Linked DNA regions of Zea mays: regions 1 and 3 are each linked to region 2. The links are chromatin contacts, called in public Hi-C maps. All regions are on one chromosome and are shown on one strand. Each heading gives the region's core, a stretch centred on a gene start, on an enhancer-like site or on the middle of the called end of the contact. The rest is flanking DNA. Distances are from core to core; before and after follow the strand shown. Region 1 holds the start of LOC103653308 (QWRF motif-containing protein 4). Region 2 holds the start of LOC732827 (wound responsive protein-like). Region 3 has its middle 51 kb from the start of LOC118476908.

Region 1 (2,945 bases), core at 6-2,505, 410 kb before region 2:
TGCTGGGTGGGCCGTGCCGGCGCCGTGCCAGCCCAATTTACCGTGCCGTGCCTGGGCCGACCCTACGGGCCCAAGTGGTGGCCCAGGCACGGCACTAAGAACGGGCCGTGCCCGGCACTGGCACTAAAAGGTCCGTGCCGTGCCGTGCCAGTGCCGTGCTTTTTAGTGCCGTGCCAGTGCCGGCCCGTCGTGTTAGTGCCATTTGGCCAACTATATGCCGACCAATTCAAGCCGTGTTCCTCGCTTCGCTTCGCATGGCGTCCTCTTCGCGCTGCTGTGCTGTACCAAGCCAGTAACCGTATCGTACCGTACGGCGCCTTTACATCGAATCCTTTGCGCCCAAGTCAAGCGTCCCTTTCCGTGCGATTGGGCATTTTGATTCACCGTGGGGGTGCGTCCAGGTTGATAGCGCCGGTCGCTTCAGATCCAGAAACGCGCGCATGGTGTGGCGGCGCGCTGGACTTGGAGAACGGCTCAACTCGAAGCCAATTTGGCTACATTTTTATAATACTAGTTTATTTATCGTGGGCCGCTGCTACCAACGTGCCGGTAACTCTTCATGTCTATCTATCTTGCTTGTTTCTTGGACTATTTTTCAGCTATATATGTTTCCTCCGGTTTTTTTTTTCTAAACCACGGAGGCTTGGATTTTGTGGGCTTGTCTCATTGTCTGCGTAGAACCAACAATGCTGAAGTGTTACTGAACCATCCATGTGTTCCCCTGCTGCTTCGAAGCTGTATATTATTACTACCGCTCCATCATGTGTCGCTGTCGGCCGCAAAGATTTCCATGATGGATTCCATCATCCATGCAGGTAGCCGGTAGCGTCGTCGCAGCCGGCGAGTATGAGCAGCAGGAAACGCCGCGCTTGATTCCGTCCGTCCGAGCTAGCACACTAGCAGTACCTTCAGTCACGGGAAATTCACACGGCAGTGCATGTGTCCACTGCCCTCCATCTCGCCATGGCTGTGACCTGTGAGCCCCACGTTGCGCTAGCTAGAGAGCCTTCTTCTTCTTCCCCCAGGGGACCGTTGCGGACCAGTCCACGGCATGACGGCAACGGCATCCCCGTGACGAGAGCGACTCGTTACAGTAGCAACAAACCGGCCGGAGGGTTTCCTAACCCATAGGCCATAGCCGAATGCGCGCGCGCGCGTGACCGCGGCACTTGGCTGTCGCCATCGGGCATGCACCGGCCGCCGGTGGCCAGAGCGTGCGCCGTCGTCGCTGTAGCGCTCGCTTCCCCGAGTGGGGGGTCCGGGTCCGGGTTCTTGGCCCCGCTCGCGACGTGGTGTGGTGGGGGACTGGGTTTTGCTCCTTCTCTAGTCCGTCCGAGATGGTTAACGCTAGCTTCTATCTTGGCTGATTATCCCGGTGGTTGGATCCGTGTCTCTGTCTTTTCCGGTAGTCCCCGCGTGGCGTGGCCTTGCCGTGGCACTGGCAGTGGCGGACGGGCGCGCGTACCTTGATGAGAGCCACACCGATGTGGGTGGTGCGTGCTACTACTGCTGCCTCTCTGGCGCGCGGCTATTCCATTCTCCTTCGTCGTCATCGTCATGGAATCCATCATGAAGGCTGAGCGGAGCAAGGCTGCTGCTGCCGCACAGAGGCGGCCGCTGGCGCCGTCCGAGAAGAACAATGCAGCAGCCCCCGCCGGTCGGAGAACAGAGAGCCCTTCGAGGTTCAAGCCCGTGTCGGTGTCGCCGGCGGCTCCTGCAGCGAGGCGGTGCGGTTCTCCGAGCCCCGGCCCCGCCTCTGCGGACGGCGGCTCGGCGACGTGCAACGGAGCGCGGTCGGCTGCCGCGCCTTCTCCTGCGCCGTCCTCTCGGCTGAAGCCCTCGGCCGCGGCGAGGTCCGCGTCTGCCGTGTCTCCACGTGACGCGGCCGCCGATGGACACGGCACTCCACCCCGTGCAAGGAAGGGCAAAGACTCCGACCGCCCGTGGGCGTCGGCGCGGAGCTCGTGCTCGTCTCCCCTGCTTCGACCAGAGGCAGAGCACGGGCAGTCCCCTGCCACTGCCAGTAAGGTAGACAGGCTAGTCCGTGGCCTACCTTCAGAGCCGGTGGTCAGACTGAGGCCAGGAGCTGTGGCTGAGAGGAAGACGAGCACGAGCCCTCGACCTCGTGGAAGGAGCACGAGCAAGAACAACACCGGCGACCAAAGCCAACACGAGAATGCTCGCCCTCCGGAGTCCCCTGCCAACAGTGTCGCCCTCGCCGATAAACACTGGTGGCCGGGGATGATGGCTGGCCTCTCTTCGACAACCGCCGCTTCTGCGGAAAAGGCTAGCAGGTCTGACGCCTCTTCGTCATCAGATGCTTCAGCAGGACGTTCTCCTCCAAGGAGGACGCGTCCATGTGAAGGCGCAGCAACCGGCAAGAGCGTGAAGCGGGGACCATCGAACGAGACGGCGCAGATCGTTCACCGGAGAAGGAAAGACAAGGCGGCGGACTCCAGCAGCGACGCCTCCTCGCAGATGTCGGAGAGCTCTAAACCCACCTGCCGCCCGATCAAGCAGGCCGTTTCTCTGCCCGTTCCAGCTCTGCGCCGGTCCTCGTCTACTACCTCCCGGTCCTGCCAGACCCCGTCGCGGATGAGGCCGTCAGCAGCAGCTTGCCAATCGAAATGCGCGTCTTCGGCTGCTCGAACGGTTGTCGAACAGCCTGCTTTTAGCTACATCATCGCTGATGCGCGGAAAGGGAAGAAGAACGCATGCCAGATTGAGAACGTACACCAGCTCCGTCTGCTGAGCAGTAGGTATCTGCAGTGGCGCTTCGTGAATGCACATTCAGAAGAGACACTGTCCCATAGAAATAGTGTTGAGGTAACTTTGGCAACGTCGCATCTTACGTTACCTATGTTCATGATATATATATTTTTGCATCATATAATCAGTCAGTATGCACACTATTTACCGGCAATGGTGTTTTAGTGTCTTAAGTG
Region 2 (2,700 bases), core at 200-2,699:
CATTTAATGAGCTTGTCCACTCCACTGGCAGGCGATGTGCCGCCTCAACATTTAATGAGCCTTGTCCACTCCGCTGACGAGCGGCGACCAGGCCATCCTGCAGGCGACGTGCCTGTCCATTCCGTTGGCAGGCAGTACACTCGTGCTGCGGCATACACTATGCTCATCATCACTCGCGCGTTACCGAGGAGGCAGCGCAGGGTATCAATACTATATGCACTACAGACATTATGGCGCTCGGAGATCACCCTGGCGTTACATGTAGTAGTTACTTCCTTCCATTTTGCCTCTGGGCCCACATGTCGGGGCTCAGTATACTTGTACGTGCCCCCCTTGAGCTATAAAAGGGATAGCACACGACGTTACAAGGCAGACCCAACTTAGGCTCAAGCTCACTTAGACACTCAGTCTCACAAGTTCATACAAGCTCTCAAGCTCAATACAACACACAGTGGAGTAGGGTATTACGCTCCAGCGGCCCGAACCACTTTAAACCCTTGTGTGTTCTTGTGTTCTTCCCGATTCCATCTAGCAGGCAAAACGCTTAGGCCCCTCCTCATCTAAGGATTTAGGCGGGTGCATTCCGCCACCCGGTCGGAGAATTTCCTCTCCGACAGTGATGTTGAACTATATGTGAATGTGTTTTGTGGTTGTGAATATCATTTTTGTAAATGTAAATGTGTGTTGCAAATGGGAATGTGAATGTGTGAATGTGGATCTGTATGAATCTGGATGAATTGTATGAATTAACAAAAAAAAAGCGCGGAGAATTTTTATCTCCCTAGAACTTATTATTTCCGACGGCTTAAATGTGGTCGTTAGACTTAAAGAGTTGTTACTTCCGACGACTAACTGGAAGTGGTCGGACTTGAATGCATTATGTCCAACGGCTTCGTGGTGACCATAGGAATGTAGGATATAAGATAGATGGGGTCCACCGGACGTCGTCAACAGAGTTATGCGGGTTAACTATAGAAGGCCACTAACTGTCGCCATCGAAAATAATCTTATTTTTGACCGTTTAAAATCGGTGAGTCATTACCATTGAAAATAAGGTCTAAGATGTTGAAAATAAGTTATGTCTGACGGGTTAGACCTTATTTTCAATAACAATAACCGTCAGAAGTTTATAGGTTATTGTAGTCTTTGTTAGTTTGACAGATTATAAATCTGACATATCTTACTGTCTATCTATATCTCTTAGACTATCTGTAGTAGTTTATCTAAAGTTTATCAAAAAATACTATTTGTTACTGTTCTGTATTGTATACTGTAGTGTTGGTGGAGTTGAGTTTGAATATGGATAACAACGTACGGTTAATTTGTGCCGGAGAGACTATTTGGTAGCGATTGCTCGCCCACCCCTTCTATTCCACTCTCTTCTAGATAATAATAATAAAGCGAAAGGTTATCCCACCTCTTTTCTATTCTTTTTTCCGCCCGAAGACAACGTAACAAACCAACGATAATCCTCCCTCTTGCTACAAAAAAGGAAAAAAAAACATCAATAATAATCCACTGCGGTCGCTCGTCCTCCTCCCAACCTCCTCCCAAGTTGCCTCGTGCTCTGCTTCTTCGGTTTTCAGGAGCGTCGGCCATTGCTGCTGGAAAAGCAGACCATTGGGACTCCCTCGTGCGTTTTCCAAATCAGGTTCGTTCTTGACGCGGTCTGCGATCCGATTGTTTCGGCTCCCTTGCACACCATTGGGACTCGTTACCCATCTCGTGGACTCTTCTGTTTCTTCTCCTTTTCTCCCCCCGTTTATTGGACCAGCGGCGGCTTGCTCCTCTTCGTGTAACGGGATTTGGTTTTCTGCGGATGAGTGTTTATTGTTCGATGCGGAGCTTCGATCTGGATTCGTGCTTGTCCTCTTGGTCTCTGCTCGCTTTGTAATGCTTGGGTACGGTGCGCTGAAGGTGTTTGGGGGGTATGATTGTTGTTGCACCTGAATAACTGAGGTGGGTGTGGCGCGAACTTGGGGGTGTCTTCTCTTTGGCGATCAGTGCAATCGAATGGTCAGTTGAGTTAGATAGTTTTTACATCGGCGTTGATGGACTTGCATAATTATGTGCGAATCATGGGATCATTAACTTGGTATAAGGGGACGATCAGTGATATGTGAAGCTGTCATGTTTAGGTGCTTGATTCAGCAAAGTGGTTAGGCATCCGACGCTACGTTTTGGGGATTGAGATGCAAAATAAAGTTCAGCACTTAACTATGGATCAAGGGTTGTAGAGCGCAACCCAGCTCTTCTGAATCCAAACTGTAGGTTGATACGTCGGTGCCATGAAACTGAAAACCGATAGTTGTGGCATAGGCTCAGGGCAAGAATCATTTTTTTTTTCATTTTCTGACTTTTCCGTAACTATAGGTCACACGATGATTATTTTCTCCGCGACATTATCCGGGTATTACCGTGACAGATATTTTTATTGGCTCCATTTCTGCCATGTAGTCAGGTTGATGGCGATGGAGGGACCAGTTTTATGCCGCCCTGCAATGCAAGCCAAATCGCCTGCTGCTGCGCTGGTCAACAACTCCCTGACCAGATTCGGGCAGCTTGGGACCATTTCAAAATACAGGAACGTTTCAAGATTCATTTCTCCCATCTCTCAGCCATCTACGAAGAACATAGGTCCATGCTGTAGCTTCAGCTCGTCTTCTGATGGCAATGGATACATGGCTGGAAACTTTAGCG
Region 3 (2,700 bases), core at 115-2,614, 310 kb before region 2:
CTCAGGATCTAGAAAGTGACAGATTCTTACTATTGCAACGACTGAACCGATTATGTGTTTATGTTGATTTTGAATGGTTTGTACCCTAACGAATTTTATAGAAGCTGACTGAAAAGCTGAGCGTTTGGCAGTCCGTAGCAGCTTTTGGTGGCCAGAAGCTGCAAGAAGCTGAAACAAACAGGGGCATTGTAAGTTGCCTCAGGACGGGCATGCAGTCAGTCGCCCCACCACCGCGGAGCGGCATGGACTAATGTGAAAAAAAGTTACATACATGTCCCTGCAGTGCAGCCCCTGTTGGACGACCTGCTATTTTTTTTTGGCTGCGGGGCATGGTTTTAAGATTTCAGATATTTTTAAAATATATAAAAAAAGCTACCATGAGGATGGATCGAGGGAGTCGCTGTTGAACGTTCATGGTGGACCGAGGCAGGCCTTTGTTGTTGGGACTTAGGGCATGTTTGATTTACTGCCTAACTTACCACACTTTTTCTAATTTTTTTTTTGTTTAAAGTTAGTTTTTCAATTCGAACGATTAATTTTAGGCAAAGTATAGCACAGTTAATTCTTTCGTCAAGATTGAAAATGACAACGAACTGCTACTAGTTTTTTTGGGCCAATATTTCAGGACATTCCTGCGCTATCTTGCTTTGCTTTAATAAGTCGACCGATTTTGCGTCACAGCTGACGACTTCATCAACACGAAGGATTCGGTAGTGTCGACGGCCGCGTCATCCTTGTTTCGACCGTCTTGTACGAACGCACTAATGGACTGTTTAGTTCGCGACTAATTGTGCCACACTTTGCCTAAGTTTAGTCGTCCAAATTGAAGAACTAACCTTAGTCAAAAAAGTTAGGCAAAATATGTAAAGTTAGGTAGTAAACCAAACAAGCCTTTAAGTCTGGCAGTGTACCACAAATTTTCCAGCTGTCCACCTGGTTGAACTTTACAAATTAGATGATGGCTAAAGTGAGAGAGACAATATCCATGTGTTACTGATTAATACATCCCATTCATAAATATACGATACCGTTGATTTTTTCGAAAACATTGATCGGTTATCTTATTTAAAATATTTATTTAAAAATATAAAAATTTTAAGTCAAGTATAAACAAACTATCTTAAGTGATAAAACAAATAAAAATAATAATATATTATTTTTAATAAGAAGAGTGGTTAAAGGTTTTTAAAAAAATTTAATGGTATTATATATTCACGATCGCCAATATCAAATTTCAATCCGACGCAATATGCGGAGATACAAATTGCCACTCACATGATGACGGCCGCCACGTACGTACCGCAGGGGCACGTGTGGCGTGGCTAGGTGTGCGACTACGCGTACGCGCTCCCACGCGCGCGCGCGCCCTCAAGCCCAACAGGCGCGCGGGCATGGCGGCTCCTGATGTCCCTGCGGCTGTCTTGTAGTCGTAGTACTGCCACTGCAAGCTCGCAGTCAACGTCTCCGTACATCTCCGTGTGCGCCGCTAATCTCGCGCGCGGCCCCCCTGCTCTTATTCTGGGACCTGCTGTCGGCCGCGCCAGCCTCCACCGTGGGCACGCAGGCGCCAGGCAGAGGCAGGGACCTCGTCGACCGCTCAAGATGGCGCCGCTCCGGGAGACATGATGGTGCTCTCGCTTCGGGCGGCGGCCATGTCGGCAGGCGGCGTGGCTCGCATGCTGATTTGTCTGCGCGCAGCTGTGGCTGGTTGCTGATTGGTCAAAGCATCAAAGGGAACGGCCTGGCATGTTAGTAGATCTTGCTCGCATGATCGCATCAGGGAGATCAAGTGATGAACAAGCTCATGCTTAATTTAACTGATGAAGAGGCCTCAAGTGCGCTGGCGGCGGCTGATTGGTGTCCTTATCTATCATTGGTGTCCTTATCTATCATCGTTGAAGAAAAATGCTTAAACAACGTTTTTTTAAGAGGATTGCATTTTTTTACCCAGCATGTTGACAACTAAAAGTGATAAGGGCTTAAGAAAAACTCTGTGATAATCTTCCTAGCGTTGAAACAATGAAGAAAAGCATTTGGAACATTAGAGCATCTCCAAAAGGCGCCTTAAAATCTTTCTTACACTGAAATTTTATGGAAAAAAAAAAGAAAATTCAAGCCTCCAACGCGTCCCTTAAACCACTCCCATCTTGCTGAATGGGATTGATCACAGCATGTCTATGGGTTTGAGCAGTCCACTCGAGGAGCAGGAATCACTAAATGTGGGCACAGGTAGGAGCACAAAAGGAAACAAAGAAAAGGTTGAAGAATTTTAACGACAAGGAGGATTTGTTACTTGTGAGTGCTTGGTTGAACATCAGTACCGATCCGATTGAAGGCAGAAATCAAAAGCGTTCTGCTTATTGGGCTAGGATATATGATTTCTTCCATGTCGAGAACGAAGGAAATCATACTGGATCGAAGCCAAAATTCACTTATGCGTCGATGGTTCACTATCCAAGAGTCCGTGAATAAGTTCTGTGGTTGCGGATTGAGGGTAGAAATGAAAGTGGAAAGACATTTGAAAACAAGGTAATTCATTATGTACTAAATCTTGTTTTTAATATGCATGACAGGAACTAATACCTCAATATGTGCAGCTCGCTGATGCATGCACTTTGTACAAGGCAGATGGATAAAGATAACAGGTCATTTTAATTCATTCATTGCTGGAACATTTTACGAAATGAGCCGAAATGGAAT

The links. A called contact is a pair of places that touch in the nucleus more often than the background predicts.
Region 1: a contact with region 2 is called in a Hi-C map of ear, with 2.1 times the contacts expected there. The contact joins the promoter of LOC103653308 here to the promoter of LOC732827 in region 2. A contact is called at or near these places in 2 of 25 Hi-C or Micro-C datasets (ear and leaf).
Region 3: a Hi-C map of leaf shows a contact between it and region 2, with 2.9 times the contacts expected there. The contact joins the enhancer-like site here to the promoter of LOC732827 in region 2. A contact is called at or near these places in 2 of 25 Hi-C or Micro-C datasets (ear and leaf).

Annotation. Positions count from the first base shown.
Region 1 is chr4:62,683,039-62,685,983 of Zm-B73-REFERENCE-NAM-5.0, reverse strand. LOC103653308 (QWRF motif-containing protein 4) reads left to right here and starts at 1,255. Exons shown (of 6, transcript XM_008680245.3): 1 at 1,255-2,826. The coding sequence starts at 1,558.
Region 2 is chr4:62,275,695-62,278,394 of Zm-B73-REFERENCE-NAM-5.0, reverse strand. It overlaps LOC732827 (wound responsive protein-like), which reads left to right and starts at 1,449. Exons shown (of 11, transcript NM_001112438.2): 1 at 1,449-1,651; 2 at 2,458-2,700. The coding sequence starts at 2,466.
Region 3 is chr4:62,581,850-62,584,549 of Zm-B73-REFERENCE-NAM-5.0, reverse strand. No RefSeq gene overlaps it. Among protein-coding and RNA genes, the nearest start is that of LOC118476908, 51 kb to the left of the region's middle. Within about 2 kb of position 1,364, at least 12 of the 20 cell types and tissues checked have an H3K27ac peak or open chromatin away from gene starts, as enhancers often do. A contact at or near this core is called in ear and leaf, where this site is marked.